2 separate regions of the Gossypium hirsutum genome follow, and region 1 is linked to region 2. The links are chromatin contacts, called in public Hi-C maps. All regions are on one chromosome and are shown on one strand. Each heading gives the region's core, a stretch centred on a gene start, on an enhancer-like site or on the middle of the called end of the contact. The rest is flanking DNA. Distances are from core to core; before and after follow the strand shown. Region 1 holds the start of LOC107915879 (ubiquitin-conjugating enzyme E2 8). Region 2 has its middle 21 kb from the start of LOC121222528.

Region 1 (2,700 bases), core at 172-2,671, 210 kb after region 2:
ATTATCAAGAATTTTATGAAATTATATATCATTATTAAAGTATATTTAATATTAATTATTTTAAATTATATAAATTCATATAAGAAAATTTATTATTACGAATTTTATGAAATTATATATTATTATTAAATTATATTTAATAATAATTATTTTAAATTATACAAATTCATATAAGAAAATTTATTAGTTATAATTATTTTAAATTTTATTAAATCATATATTTTAATTAAAATATATTTAAATTTAATTATTTCAAATTATATTTTATAGTATCATATATTATGATTTGAGTAAATTCATATAAGAATTTTGATTATTAAGAATTTTATTAAATTATATATTTTAATTAAAATATATTTAATAATAATTATGTTAAATTATCTTTTATAGTATCATATATTATGATTTGAGTAAATTCATACAAGAATATTAATTATTAAGAATTTTATTAAATTATATATTTTAATTATAATATATTTAATAATAATTATGTTAAATTATATTTTATAGTATCATATATTATGATTTGAGTAAATTCATAAAAGAATTTTGATTATTAAGAATTTTATTAAATTATATATTTTAATTAAAATATATTTCATAATAATTATGTTAAATTATCTTTTATAGTATCATATATTATGATTTGAGTACATTCATATAAGAATATTAATTATTAAGAATTTTATTAAATTATATATTTTAATTATAATATATTTAATAATAATTATGTTAAATTATATTTTATAGTATCATATATTATTATTTGAGTAAATTCATATAAGAATATTGATTAGTAAGAATTTTATTAAATTATATATTTCAATTATAATATATTTAATAATAATTATGTTTAAATATGATTAAATTATTTATTATTGATATTAATAATCTTATTAAAATTTAAATAACAATAACAATAATCATTTACCCAAACAAATTTATGCTAAGGGTATTCTAGTCATTTTAGTTTTTTCTATTATGCTATTACACCTCTATTCCATTCAACCAAACACAGGAATACTATTACGCCTCTATTCCATTACATTCAACCAAACAATTGATTTACTATTACGCCTCTATTCCACTACAGCGAACCAAACGTGCTGTTAGAGTTTACAAATATTTTATTTTATCATCGTTTCAAAAGCTTTATAATTTTATAAATAGGGAAAAAAATAATATACTCAAGAAAGGGCAAGTAAACTTATTTTATTTTGTCAACAAACTTTTAACCTAATGGCAAAAATATATTATTAAAAGTCAAGCATTCCATTTCTTATTCTTAATTAAGATTTATAAAAAATATATATATTATGGTCCTGTGGGGTCCACCAAAACAATAATTTAGAACTTAAGAAAGACCCTGATCGTCCATATTCTTTTTTAATTATAAAGCCTATCTGGCAAAAAAAAAAGGGGGGGGTTAGGAAGTCAACACTTTTGTTCTGGAACCTCACTTTAAAAACAAATACAGTGCAACACCTTGATTGACGCTAAAGGTGATCAATCTAGCTTGGGATTTTAGGTGTGATGGCTTCAAAGCGGATCTTGAAGGAGCTCAAGGATCTCCAAAAAGATCCTCCTAACTTTTGCAGCTTAGGTTCCATTCCTTCTCTCCTCTTTACCTATTTCCTTTTGTTACAGTTACAGCTGATAGGAAGTCAATGGAATTAATAATGCTATAGATGTAAATGAAGTTGATAGCAAATGGTTAGCATGTTTCGCAAAAAGAGAATATTTCTGGGTATTAGCTTGGGTGGATGTAAGAATTCATCATTGCACCATTATTTCTGTTAAATATGTGCTAAAATTGTTTAGGACTGCAACATGATATATTTTCTCATTGCACTACCATCTAACACTTGTTTTACCTTTTTTATTATTGATGGCATGATAAGCTCCTGAGAATGAAGAAATCTTCATTTGGCAAGCAACTATGCCGGGTCCTCTGAACACTCCATATGAAGGTGGAAAGTTTGAACTCAGAATTCATTTCCCTCCGGACTATCCATTTAAACCACCCAAGGTGCTTCATAATGTTGATGTTAATATATACTGAGGATAGAATAGCATCAAATTTATTTTCGAAGAGAAATTTATTGTAACCAGAGGAGTATGGACCTTCAATGCTGAGCTAGACTGTGCTAAATCTTGAAGTTACATAGTAAATAATAGGACAACGTTATTTCATGATTTTCCAACCTTATAACATATTAATGACCCCCCAACTTGTAGTTTTGTTCACCTAACCTCTCTTTTTCTTCTTTTATCTTCTTTTTCGATTCTTTTTCCTTCCATTTAGGTTGCTTTCAGGAGCAAGATCTTTCACCCTAATATTAACAAGAATGGTAGCATTGGCATTGATATTTTGAAGGATAAGTGGACCCCCGCCCTCACCATATCCAAGGTTATAATTTGCTCAAACCTCCTAACTGCATCCAAGTAAATGTATATTTCAGTTTGAAAATTACATTTCCCTGTTATGCTATTTCTCAACCATTCTTTGTCAAAAACTAGATTATGAGATGCCCATGGGTGAAAGAAAATAAATTATATAAAATCAATCCCAACCCACACCTAAAACTAAATGAATCTCTAATCATTTTCAGACTAATTTAAAAGTTGTATAGTTTGAGTTATTTAAATTTTTTTTAAAAATATAAAATTATTGAAAGGCATTAATGCTTTTATAATAAA
Region 2 (2,700 bases), core at 14-2,513:
ATATTTAAAAAAATATAATACATCAAAAATACTAAAAATATTAAAATAAATATTTCCCAACAAATTAAAAATAAATTTAAAAAATATTTACTTAAATAACACTAAGATAGGTGCAACTTAACAAGCAAATATTTCTAAAATAGTAACAAAATTAACAATAATACAAGAGTTATACAGAACAATAAAATAATAGAAACATAATAGTGAAATGGTATCAAAATAGTGAAAAAAATCAATAATAAAATAATAAAAAACAGTAAAAAAACCCAATTTTTTAGCATATTCGGGTTGGGCCAGGCTCAGGGCCAAAAAAGCCTTACCTAAAGCCCGGCCTGTGTTCTAAATGGGCCATATTTTTTCACCCAAGTCCAATTTTTGGACCTATATTTTTTATCCAAATAATCTCATTTTTCGGGTAGGCTTTCGGGCCCAGCTGGGTGGCCCGACCCATGAGCAGGTATATACATAATACATAATACATGGGCAAATATAAAGGTAGGTGGAGGTCTTGGCCACTTTCAAATGGAAAATTGTTATTCAAGTCCCTTATAAGATGATTAAATTAAAAATTAATTTATGATAAAATTACACATTAACTCTTAAAATAAGAAAATTATGTTTAACCCCTTAAATAATGATAAAATAATAAATTAATACATTATAAAATTATTTTTAATCTTTTAAAAATTTATTATTCAATTCCTGCACCCTAAAAAAAATTATTAATTCACCCATGTGTGTATATATGTTTTGCATGGGTGGCATTTGAAATGTCTTGTGTTATCATATAATTGGTTTCGAACTTTACATATCCTTTTTTTTTATCATATAATTTATTTGTCAATCAACAAATAAATTTAAAATTGTGAAGATTTTGGGGCATATTGATAGACAACATAATAGCACGAATATCACATTAAACATTTCTGGTGCAAATAACATATTGTACATTAGATTAAAGTTAAAGGATTAAATTTATATTTTGTTTAAAACACTTTTTTTTGGTGAATATTCGTAATTATATTTTTGTCATGTTCATACTTGTCCATTGACAAATTAATTTAACATATATATAATTTTTAACTCGTAGGAAAGGGACAAAGTTTTCATTAAAGAAAAAGGGGGGTTTCCGACAAAACTGGGTTATCATAGCTTCTCATTCCAACCTAGAAGAAACGACAGAGATTCGGACACGGTCCCACTACTTTTGGGTCCCACACGTCATTTGTCCCATCACTTCTGCCTTTTCTCTGACGAGAATCTCACAGTCACCCCTTTGTGGGGTCCAATCAGTAAAAACCAGATCTCTCCATCATTAGACACATGGATTATTCTTAACTATTACCCTTTGTCTTTATGTTGTCACGCTCGCTTTGCGGGTTAATGTCAGCAGGACCGGCTTTGGCAGTCACTGCTATCTTTACGTGTTTGTCAGGTTTGAATGGTGACAAACGGCTACGATTACATCAATGACAAAATTTACAAACCCCAAAAATATACAAGAATAAGTCTTCTTCTTTTCTTTTTTAGTGTCAGTAATTTTCAGCATAGTAAATGCAGATAAATTTTGTAATTTAACACAAGTCTATGTACAGATACGGTTGAGAATAATATGAGTTCAGAGTAAAAGTTTATATTTTGGCTTTATTTATTTGGATGAAGGATGAATTTACTCTAAGAATATATCATAAATTTACATTGTTACATAATCTCCCAAATAATAGTAATTTTATTTAGATTTAATATTCATTTAGTGCCTAAGGAAACATTAACATAAAGGAATACATATATGTATAATGTGTCGGCAATTTTTGTTGTCATAATTGTTTATATGTGAATATGGTATCTATGTTCAACATTATCCTCCTGTTTTTTAATTAAAGTTTCAGATTTCTTTTTAAATGAAGAAAATTGGAAATTTTTCTCAAATTTGACTTTGAATATATTGAATACTTAGAAATCTAGACCAAAAGAAAATTATCACATTATTTTTTTGGTTTTATATATGTCATGTTTGTATCAAAATTATCAAATCTAAATTATATTAAATTTAATGTTTTGTAATTTTTCTGATAATAAGTTGGTGTTATGAGTCGAACGAGTACCAACTCGATTAAGAAAATTACGAAAATGTTCTTTCTTAATTGAAATCAGTTATATTATTTTAAGGTATTTTAATCTTTTTATTTTAATAAAAACTAATAAAAATAAAAATATGCACATGGTGAGATTTTAGTCCTTGTCAATTAAATTGGCAAAATCTTAAATTTACCGCTTGCTTTTTTTGGTAAATAAAAACTACATTAAGCGATTACAGAAATACGTAGAAAAATAATAGCCCATAATATCCTTTTGGATTAACTCCCACATAGCTTGAAGAGGTTCAAAAAACACCTATAAACTGGTAAAATTTATACCAGTTTACTTAGCTATGAAATCCATAACTACATTATGATCTCTAGGAATATGGCAGATATGGACTTTCCAATTCCTTTGTAAGAGTGTATGGATGGCCCGTATTTCCATAAGAGGGCTATCAATAAGTTTGCTAGACAAAACTAATTCTACCAAAAGAGCATTATCAGATTCAAGTTCAACCTGTCGGTACCTCTTCTCCCAAGCCAGACGTAGCCCTTCAAGCATAGACTTCACTTCTATCCTGAAAACTTCATCTCTCCCCAATATCATCGCATTCAAGTT

What was found. Hi-C and Micro-C count contacts between places; a contact is called where the count stands out from the background.
Region 1: a contact with region 2 is called in a Hi-C map of leaf, with 1.5 times the contacts expected there. The contact joins the promoter of LOC107915879 here to the enhancer-like site in region 2. A contact is called at or near these places in 2 of 34 Hi-C or Micro-C datasets (callus and leaf).

Annotation. Positions count from the first base shown.
Region 1 is chrD10:61,270,784-61,273,483 of Gossypium_hirsutum_v2.1, forward strand. It overlaps LOC107915879 (ubiquitin-conjugating enzyme E2 8), which reads left to right and starts at 1,422. Exons shown (of 8, transcript XM_016845072.2): 1 at 1,422-1,603; 2 at 1,902-2,029; 3 at 2,306-2,410. The coding sequence starts at 1,534.
Region 2 is chrD10:61,063,473-61,066,172 of Gossypium_hirsutum_v2.1, forward strand. No RefSeq gene overlaps it. Among protein-coding and RNA genes, the nearest start is that of LOC121222528, 21 kb to the left of the region's middle. Within about 2 kb of position 1,264, at least 3 of the 9 cell types and tissues checked have an H3K27ac peak or open chromatin away from gene starts, as enhancers often do. A contact at or near this core is called in leaf, where this site is marked.